Regions from separate parts of the Hordeum vulgare genome. Here region 2 is linked to region 1. Evidence: chromatin contacts called from public Hi-C data. All regions are on one chromosome and are shown on one strand. The core of a region is the stretch at or near the end of the contact, and the rest is flanking DNA. Distances in the headings are between cores, read along the strand shown.

What was found. A called contact is a pair of places that touch in the nucleus more often than the background predicts.
Region 2: a Hi-C map of leaf shows a contact between it and region 1, with 6 times the contacts expected there. The contact joins the enhancer-like site here to the promoter of LOC123443127 in region 1. A contact is called at or near these places in 4 of 6 Hi-C or Micro-C datasets (leaf, seedling and an unstated tissue).

What each region holds. Positions count from the first base shown.
Region 1 is chr3H:101,647,292-101,652,806 of MorexV3_pseudomolecules_assembly, forward strand. It overlaps LOC123443127 (ABC transporter D family member 2, chloroplastic), which reads left to right and starts at 2,196. Exons shown (of 10, transcript XM_045119400.1): 1 at 2,196-2,721; 2 at 3,479-3,665; 3 at 3,990-4,057; 4 at 4,564-4,890; 5 at 5,002-5,166. The coding sequence starts at 2,464. LOC123443126 (histone-lysine N-methyltransferase ATX4-like) reads left to right here. Exons shown (of 22, transcript XM_045119399.1): 15 at 1-21; 16 at 478-564; 17 at 657-713; 18 at 789-878; 19 at 974-1,060; 20 at 1,262-1,336; 21 at 1,417-1,517; 22 at 1,630-2,093. The coding sequence ends at 1,720.
Region 2 is chr3H:101,986,241-101,991,641 of MorexV3_pseudomolecules_assembly, forward strand. No RefSeq gene overlaps it. Among protein-coding and RNA genes, the nearest start is that of LOC123443130, 39 kb to the right of the region's middle. Within about 2 kb of position 1,656, at least 3 of the 3 cell types and tissues checked have open chromatin away from gene starts, as enhancers often do. A contact at or near this core is called in leaf and seedling, where this site is marked.

The DNA.
Region 1 (5,515 bases), core at 946-3,445:
TATGAAATGTTGAAAAACAAGGTATTTTCCAATTATCTTGGTTTTCTGCACCCACCCTGGACACCTCCCCACTACACATACACATACCATTGTATTGTCACACGATTTAAGAAAAAACGGTGCTGATTGTTTTCATGCATAAATCTCTAAGCGATCATACAACATCCACTTGCTTTACTAACCATTCCTGCTAATCTTTTGGACATTACCTTGTGATAATTTTCGTTGCAAGTTCATTTATACTTAATATACATTGACCATTTTTTTACATCCTTCCTGTATAATTTCTTTGCCCTTTGTGTGTGCATGTTCGTGTGTGTTGATTCTGAAAATTGCAGCAACACTGTTTTGCGTGACATACTGTTATGCCCAACTTAGGTTAATCTTAAATGCAAATGATGTTAACAGACCTGTGTTGTTTTAATTTCTAGTGTTTTGTCAGCAAGTCCTTAGTACTAAGTCATCTTTGTCTTCCAGAAACAACAAGGAGAGGCAGTTGCCCATCGAATAATGGGACCCCGACACCACTCTCAGGATTTGATTGAGGCTTTGAACACATACATGGTAATTGCCTGGTCCTTAGCATCACCACTTCTTTTTTTGAAGTTACATTTGGATGCTAGAAACATTTAGGCATCTTATTTCCTTGTCAGCAGGACCAGAAGGATGACCGACCTTTTGCTACGTTCAAAGAAAGGCTTCAATATTTACAGGTTTACTTTCTGAACGATCGTGGTTCATTAAAGACTATATGAGCAAACCAATAAACATATGTTTGATCATTTCAGAGAACTGAAAATAAGAGGGTCTCTTGTGGTCGATCTGGAGTACATGGATGGGGGCTCTTTGCTGTTAGGAAAATTCAAGAGGGGCAAATGGTAATCAATGCAAATGTTATTGAAGCACTTATTTAAATACACCCCATTTGTGAGGAATCTGTTCTTAATTTGTGAGCTAACCAAACTTGTTCCAGGTTATCGAGTATCGCGGGGACCAAGTCAGGCGCAGTGTTGCTGATTTGAGGGAAGCACGATATCACAAGGAAAATAAAGACTGCTACGTGAGTTACTTTTATACTTTCCTTTTTGTACTGTTTTAGTCGATTCTCTTCTTTCAACTTGAACTGTAACTGGTATGACTAATTGCCGTCATGCAACTTTTTCTTGATGACAATTTGATCAAGTGTAGAACCAACTAGAATCACATAAAAACTGTATAGTTTGATGTTCTGACGTGGTGAATTATTATTTTGCTGCCGCAGCTGTTCAAAATAAGCGAAGATGTTGTGATTGATGCTACGGAGAGAGGAAACATCGCCCGTATAATTAACCACTCGGTAAACCTTCATCATGCTCTCACACCTGCATCTTGTTGAACCCCATGAAATGGTAACCAACATACTCGTCACGTTTGCAGTGCATGCCTAACTGCTACGCGAGGATCGTGAGCGTTGGCGACAACAAGAGCCAAATAATTCTGATTGCCAGAAGAGATGTTTCAGCCGGAGAAGAATTGACGTAACTCCTTCATAACCCTGTCCACCACTTTGTGATTTATGTACACACCGAAAAACGAAATGTGCAACCAATTGATGTTCTGAGGCCCTCTATTTCTTGCTCTGTTGCGCAGGTATGACTACAAGTTTGACCCCGACGAGTCGGAGGATCGAAAGGTTCCCTGCCTGTGTAAAGCTCCTAACTGCCGTGGGTACATGAACTGAAGTGCTTGCTCACAAGGACTAACCAACCCCAATTACAGTGGCGAAGCGCCACATTCATCCAAGATTCTTTCATCATCTTGTGCATGGCCGTCAGTCATCATGCAACCAGCGTGTGTTTTTCTTTGTATTTTAGTCACATATATAATTTTGCTAGATAGCGAGGAAGGTGTTACCAGGCTAGAGAAAAGAAAAAGCAGTTTAACTGGCAGCCAGGCATTGTAAATTCTTCATTGCTGTAATAAATTGATGCTTTCTTTCTGTGAAAAAGAAAAGAAGAGAAAGGAAAAGGAATCCAATAGGAAAGAAAATGCCCAATTGTTGATGCAATGCATTTGCTGATATGAACAGCTTATTTAACTGATCTTCTCTGTTACTGCTGGTGTTCCGTCGTGTACGTGCTGTTTCTGTTTTCATTTTCAGAAGATAGGATACGTGTGGTGCTGCTGCTTGTTACCACCACCTCCACGCCATGTCGTCGTCCTCCAGGAGACGGGCATGCTCGTTCGGGTGGCTGCAGCTGGGCCACTATCCTCGGGTGGCCAGGATGTCAGCGACCCGTCCGCCTCCCGCGGGTGGATTCCAAGCAGCGTGAACCGTAACGTCTCTGCTGCTCCGCCAGTACCGCCTCCCACGCCCGCCGCCGTGGTCCACGGCGCTCGCCATTACTCGCTTGCCACGACGAGCACGAGCATCTCCTCTGACGTGGGGGAGAAACGATTTAAAAAAAAAGGTGGGCGAGGAAGATGCACTTACTCGTCCTGCCCACATGCTGCTGCTTCCCCACCACTTGGCCTGCTCCGCAACCACCACCATCGCTTCCGCGGCCGCTGTCTCGCGGCCTCGGCCACTCCGCGTCGCCGCGCTTCGGCATGCCCTTCCGCCGGTCCTTGGCGCCCCCCGCCATGCGCCGCCGCGGGCGACGGAGGGCGGCGGCCGCCGCCGCCGCCGCAGGAGAGGCCTCCAGCGACTCCCCTGGTCCTCCTCCAGGAGGCGAGGACAAGGTGATTATGGTGGTCTTCTCTGCTCGGTGCTCCGCTTTGAGCTTAGTAACCAGCACTATGTTTTTACTCTTCCTACTTTTCCTTGTGGGCTTTAGGTCTGTGTTGCAACTGGCTTCTACTCCCTCTCTTCTTAAATACTCCTATAAGTCGTTTTTAGAGATAACACTATTGGACTATGTATGGATGTAAAGTATATAGACATATTTTAGAGTGTAGATTTACTTATTTTGTTTCGTATTTAGTCGCCTATTGAAGTGTCTAAAAGGACTGTTAGCGTCCTGCCGCATTGTTAGATTTTGCAATGGACACACACTCCTCGTGGTGCGATCTGCAACCACGGGTTTGCAGTTCAGGTTCAGCATACATAATACTCCCTCACTCCGTTCCATAATTCTTGTCGTGATTTTAGAGTATTGTTTAGGCGTGCATAAGCAAAATGCCAGCCTGTCTGCTTTGCTATTGCGATGTCGCTGCAATGTGCTTCAATAAGGCTGATTTTGTACGGTCAAACTGACAGTATAGGATTAAGGATCGTTGTTCTTGAATGCAATTCCACATCGCGCTATTAGCTGCAGTTGCTGGATCTAGAGTTGCTTTGAGCCAGCCTCCTGTGTTCAACATTCTATACCTGCAGCGAATGACATTTTGGACGTTGTGCATGTCACTCTGCAAATGTCGGCGCCTCTTGTGCTAGTTGCTGGTTTGTTGTTTATTGGGTTGCTAATGAATGCACATTTCCTTCATCTCATGCTGATAGAGAGCTGGCACAGACCTCAAAACTCTAGCTAGAAGATTTTGGAAAGTTGCCGCGCCTTACTGGTGGTCAGAGGATAAGGTCCAAGCAAGGCTGCAGCTTGCTGGTGTATTTGCTCTCACGCTGGCGACTACAGGGATCAGTGTTGGATTCAACTTTCTGGGCCGTGATTTCTACAACGCCCTTGCTGGTATGTTTCGCCTTCTGTTAAAACTGTTATGAACTGGTAGATTGAATGTTAGTGCTCTGAAGAAATACACACACATAATTGCTAGTGCACGTGATTAAGATAGAGGGTAGGAGAGGGAGCGATTAACACTTTTTCCTACTAAAGAGGACATACCTCAGTTGAATCTTTGGATGTCATCTGCAATGTCCAAGTAGACAAGAAGTAATTTTTCAGCCTTTTCAGTTATGGGTGTAACTGAAGGTGTCATGTCATATAATTCAAAGTGGACGTACTTCATCTTATGTTTTTACTGGCTAACACATATTTAGTGGTGTCTCTTTGAAGACAAGGATCAGGAACAATTTACCAAGCAACTGCTGTACTACTTGGGAGGTTTCGCTGTAGGAGTTCCGGTGAGCATATTGCTGCCCTTTTGTAGGTATTGCTCTTCAAGCTGCTATTTGCAGCACCTTGACATGAATAGACTGAATAGTGATAATATTGGATGATGTTACCTTATGAGTAATCTTTTCTCCATCAGTGCACTATCCTGTTTAACAATCAATGACTAGTATTTACAGAGGGAATATAGCTGCGGTTTTCTGTGTTAAGTATCAGTGGTTTGTATATCATGATAGGTATCCTTTCCAGGGTTGTCTAGATCCACAATGTTCTGTTTAAGAGACTCTAGCTAAATATATTGTTGATGTTTTACCTGAAATCTACCTGGTTATCTCTTCTATTTAGCAAAAGGTCCCGGACTCCCGGTAAAAGTACTACACAATTTCACAATTGAACATTTGATCTCTTAGGAACTGTATTCGCTACTTTGCTTCTCATGTTGCAGATTCACCAAATAGTGTACCTCTTAATAGACTTATGTTCTGATTTGCAACCTCCTGCTTGCACTGCTATACAGTTCTTTGTCTTGAGGGACTATGCAAGAGAAACCCTCTCTTTAAGATGGCGATCATGGATGACAAGTTATTACATGAAGCGCTACTTTAAGAACAGAACATTCTACAAGATTCAGTCTCAATCACTAATAGATAATCCAGACCAGCGGATCAATGATGATCTAAGTGCATTTACTGGAACTGCGCTTGCGTTTTCCCTGACACTTCTCAACGCTGTCGTGGATTTGGTATCATTCAGTAATATCCTTTATGGAATCTATCCACCATTATTCGTTGTTCTTATCGTTTATTCTCTTGGAGGGACCGCTATTAGTGTCTTCCTTGGTAAGGTAAGGCTTTTACCAGTGTTATTTATCTATAACTTGAATCAAAATAGATATAATTGTTCACATTCTTTCGTTATTCATGTAACTAATAGTTGGTCATGCTTGTGTTGACAGAGTTTGGTCAACTTGAACTTCATGCAAGAAAAGAAAGAAGCTGATTTCCGTTACGGGCTTGTCCGTGTTAGAGAAAATGCTGAATCAATTGCCTTTTATGGTGGTGAGGAAAATGAATTGCAACTTCTGTTGGATCGGTTCAGGAGGGCTTACCAAAACCTAACTGTAAGCATTGCTTGTATAGCCTGTCTATGGCATTATATTCCCTTTTGTTTTGCTCCACTTTCCTTGTTCCGACATTTTGAAAGCCACCATTGGGTCATTTATCAGTAGGTAAGCCTGCTAAGTAGCTGCAAAGAGTGTATATTTTTGCATCGGAAGAAACACTGAGAAGGCGCAGAAGATAGAACGCCACAGGTGATTATGACCCAAAACATGACCAAAAGGCTAACAACCAACTATGAAAACTGCAGCCTGAATCTGCCACAAAGCCACGCAAAAGAGCCTGAGCCAAAATTCTGACCAGGAGTATAGTAGGTGGTTGTGCGCGCCATTCGCTTAGTGCCAACTAACT
Region 2 (5,401 bases), core at 406-2,905, 340 kb after region 1:
CTACGTGGTCTGGTTATCTTGAGATCGGCAGTGTTTGAAGGCCACACCATCTCTTTGTATCGTTCGGTCGTGTATTTTATTTGGTTGTTACTTTATATATAAAGCTGGACAAAGGCATGTTTCGAGAAATAGGGAGGAAGCTATTTGAGCGAGCGAGGAAGCTCGAGCTTCCCCCTTCCCTCACCCAAGAATTGCATTTCCGTTTCAGCTTCCCCGGTTTAGTTGGTTTGTAGGATTAATTGATTGGATATCGGATCCGCGTAATTTTTTAAAGTCACTGCTTCTAAGACCATAGGCGTAAAGGCAAGGCTTTGTCGCGATTCGATCATATGTGAGTACTCTCACATTCCGTGTGGAATCCCGTGTATGCTAAACTGAACTGAAGTGAAGCTCCGGGAGCCTTGGAAATATGCCCTAATCACCTCCGTATAAGATATGGACACACAGGTTATAACATTGTACTCCCTCCGTTTCAAAATATAAGACCTTTTAAGTATTTCACTAGAAGACTACATACGAAGCAAAATGAATAAATCTATACTCTAAAATATGTCTATGTACATCCGTATGTAGTTTATAGTACAATGTCTAAAAGTTCTTATATTTAGGAACGGAGGGAGTATATCCTAAACTGGGAGCATTCTCAAAGACCTCCATCCCTTCCTTGCTCTGTTTTTTGACAAGTAAACGAACCGGATATGTCATTGGGCATTGTGGGCAACATGAACAGCTCGTTCTCTGTAAATTTAGTGTGTGGTATTGCATTGTGGTATCATCATAGTAGCCCGCGTGCCTTTCAAACAACAGCACCTTCATCAGATAAGCAAAGACTAGAAGACCATGACAACTCTGACAGCCACTCCGGCGATGCCTCGTTCGCAGTTGGATCGTTCCCATGTGTCGAAAGCTGCGAGCACGTACTCAGGCGGCCTAGTCAGCCACCAGAGCCTTCTCCGGCACGCAACCGGTGAATGAATCAAAGGACTATTATTGTTTCTGGTGATTACATCACACTCCAACTAGGATCAGTCGACATCGGATAAATATCCTGGACGAAGTTGCTTGGAGAAAACTACGGGGAAATGTGTGGAATGATGTAAGATAAGGTGAAAGGGACACCGCTGCCATTGCCAAGCCAGCCCGTCAATGGTGGAGGGCCGAGACGTGAAGCTGCCGTCCACCGCGGTTCTCGCCTGCGTGGAATTTTTCGAGCTCCCCTGGAACTGCGAAGAAAGTGAAAAGGTATCTCTGAGACCAGACTCATCTCCATCCGGTTATTTATTTTTTATAAAAAGTACAGAAAAAATCATTTTTTTGCATGCTAGATAATTTGAAGTGTGATGTGCGTTCTTAATTTCAGATAATTTAAACTTACGAGTAGCTCTCAAAAAAAAAATTGGGTCCGAACAATAAATGAACACTAAACTTTTTTACAAACCTCTAATTTGTCCTTTTGCCGAAAGTTACTCAAATGTTCAAATAATTTGAAATTTAAGCGCACCTCACGCATCAAATTGTCTACTATGTAAAATAATAGATTTTTTTGAATTTTTTGAGTATTTGTTTTGAATTCTTTCTTCAACGCACGTGCAGATGAGCCTTTCAACCGAATCAACACTCTTGTCATGCGAGCTCCTATTCGACGCATTTGCGTGAAACAGCCATGCAATGCATGCACGGACCCCCAGTCCCCAGACTGGGCCGGCCCAATACTGGGCGTTGTAGCAAGCACGCCTGTTTGCATCTACTGTAGTCAGACATGGGCATTCTGTTAGACCGAATAGTTTGGTCTGGTGCCTTGGTTTATTTTCAAATTTGGTTTTATGCGTGGCCTGCGTGTGTGGACGCCTCGAGGGAATCTTAGGATAAGTCAAAAGGGCTGCGTGTGTTTGTGGCCGAGAAAAGACCAGGGATAAACTTTCTGCGGTTACTGGATGGTATTAATGCTGGTAGGTTATTGGGCTTTATGTGCTAGGCTCCAGCAATACATACCCAATATTTGGGTTAATTCAGTGATTCGGTCAACAAACGCGAACGACCGAACTTACCGATATATTTTCGGTTTCTACAGTTTTCCAACCGAACGAACAACCGAAGCATTGGTCCTCGGTTTTTTCGACTTCGGTCTTCGACTTTTGGTTTTTATGCCCACCCCTAACTGTAACACAACGATGTTAAAAAATGGAGAAGCGCGCAAAGCCTCGCTAGGATTCGAACTTTGGACCTCTGTCTTGTGTATGAGAGCAACTAACCAGTAGAGCTAAGCATAAAGAGGAGCATTACGTTGTTAACAAATTCCAAGGCATGATACGGGCAGTTTTTTTTTCAAACTTTCCTTGGAATTTGTCAACATTTTTAACAATGTGTAATATTAGAAAATCCGATAATTTTGTTAAAAACTTTGGCAAATTTTCCAATTTGAAAATAAAAATACAAACATGAATATTTTCTGACAGATTTTTTTTCAAGTTCCTAAATATATTTTTAAAAGTGAACAATAATTGAATTTCTAGAACAAACATTTGTTAATAGGACAACCTTTGAAAACGCAATATTTTGTTGAAATTTCCGAACATTTTTAAAAACATCAAATATTTATTGAATTATTGAAAAACATTCAGAAGCACGATGAAATTCCCTGTCATTTTTTGAAAACACAAACAACATTCAAATTTTTCACACAGATTTCTAATATTCGGAACATATTTTCATAATATGGAAAACAATGAATTTCTGAACATTCAGAAGCACAAACATTTTTGGAAAGTCTCACACGTTTTTTTAAAACAAAAAAAATGAAAACATGAAAAGTTTTAGATATTTTTGAACTGTTTTCCGAAAATGAGAACATTTTAAATTTCTGAACATTTTTTTAATTTATCAAAAATAAAATATCATATTTGAAATTTTGAATATAAAACTAAAACATGACCATTTCTTAAAAAATTCATGTACTTTTAGAAATTATGAAACAATTTGAACAACATAAAAATTTTCTAAAAAAAAATCGAATTTAAAAAATCCTAGACAGTTTGTAAAACTGCAAACATGTGTTGAAAAGTAAAATTAAGCATGAAAACAAAATAAACTAAAATAAAAAAAAGAAATATAAAAGTTAATAAAAATGACAAAAACGATAAAAGAAACAAAAATTCAGTTCACGTTCACAAAACCGGATTGGACAGTTTGCAAGCTATCAACATAAGTGGGCCGACCCAAAACACGTTGCTCGGTTGCTCGCCTTGTGCGAAGAACCAACAATTGGCTGCAATGACCTGCCAATAGGAAATCCCGCCTGTCAATGCACAATTTTATTTTTGTGAGACAAAGTCATTGCACTATTGGCGACCTCCTATATGTCACTCTCTCCGGCAAAGAGTCACCATTTTGCACAGATGGGTTCGCGACTGGGCTGGCCCGTGAAGACAGCGATCGACATTGAACGTGCACAGAATTGTTACTACCACATCAGCTAGGAGTCATCTCTATTCGAAATGGGAGCGTCAAGCTTAAAAGAACCAACACAATGTGTAGATCCGAATAAGTTTAGGAAATTCAAAAGCATTTTTGTCCGAAAGATGGAATGCTCAGTGAAACGCAAATACTTTCCAATATTTGTGAACAACATTTTGAAAAAATATAACATTTTCGAAAAAAGGAACATTTTCTTTAAACCGTGAACATTTTTTTGGATGATGAGGCATTTTTACCAAAATTCTAAAACAAAATTTGGAATCATGAACAAATTTTGAAACTCCTGAATAAAATTTGAAAACACAAACATTTTTCAAACTCATGAACAAATTCCGAAACATGAACAAATTTCAGATTCATAAACAAAATTATAAATTTGTGAACATTTTTGGAATTGAGAACAAATTTCAAACTCATGAACAAAATTTTAAAGTTATGAACATTTTTTAAATTGTGAACAATTTTTGAAACCGCCACCATCAAAGGACTAAGCTCGGCAATCCGAACCTTTCGGTCGCACCCTTGCCTATGATACTAGATCTGGTCAAGGAACCGCACATAACCTCCGCCCCGGCGCTGATTTCAAACCAGCCATGGGATGAAAATTACACGTCATCGAACAAAGCCTAGAACCTGAATCTGGTGGCACACTATGCTGTCCTGGTTATCCTCGCCGTGCAAGTGGAGTCGAGGGCGATGTAGATCAACCTCGAGAAAATCCTCTTGGGAGACTAACGTCAAATCAGATCACAACACACTTGGAAGGCTACTAAGGACTCGTGAGACTAGTATTGACATGTCTTAGGCCGTTGCTACGAATCATCCGACTGATTTCCAGGGGAAATTAGTCGGGTCCCCAGCCGTTGGATCTCACCCTCCACAGTCGTTTGATTCGTTGACGTATCGATCTCATCTCATCAAGCGATGGCAGCACACACGCCCCTCGTCGGCTGAGTTGGGTGTTCGGCAGCAACGGTAGCGCCGCGATGCTCCATTGCAGTGCCAACTCGGGCGCGGCGGTGCTACATCGCAGCCCCGGTGGTGCTCCACTTCAGCCACGAGACCAGCTCGTGGTGCCCCAATGCAGTGCCAGCAGCCCGCCAAAGCTTCGACCATGATTCATTGCAACAGCGACACCGGCACGGCGGTGCTCCATTGTGTTGGCGCATTGTAGCTTCACTGACGAAGGCCGGCGATGCTACAACATCGGTGTGGTGGTGCTCCATTGCAGCCGTGACATCGGTTCACGGTGCTCCAACGCGGTGCCGATGGCCCCTCGCTGCTCCGCGACGCAACACAGCTCCACCAACCAAAGTCAGCAATGATGTAACACGGGCGTGGCGGTGCTCCATTCCAGTCGCGACATCGACGTGCAGTGCTCCAATGCAGCGCAAGCAGGACATCACAGCTCCGGACATGCTTCAATGCAGATGCGATAGTGCTAAGCGGTTCTCCAACATAGAAATGGTGGCTCGTCGTCGTACTGCATCGCCGGCGGTACCAAATGAGCGGATGCCTTCCCGCTCTCATGGCAGCAGTGCGTATAGCGTTGCTCCCGCAAGGGGTTCAAGTGCCATGGCAGTGGGCGTGCGGGCTTCATGTGCCAATGTTTTCAGTGGGGATGAAGTTGTGTGGAGGTGATGGCATTGCCATGAGTGTTGGGGAACGTTGCATGGAGAAAAAAATCCTACGCACATGAAGACCTATCATAGTGATAATCATCTACGAGAGGGAGATCAGATCTACATACCCTTGTAGATCGCTAAGCGGGAAGCGTTAAGAAACGCGGTTGATGTAGTGGAACATCTTCGCGATCCAAATCGCCGTCGTCTCACGATCCATCCCAATCTAGCACCGAACGGACGACACCTCCGCGTTCAGCACACGTACAGCTCGATGACGATCTCCGCCTTCTTGATCCAGCAAG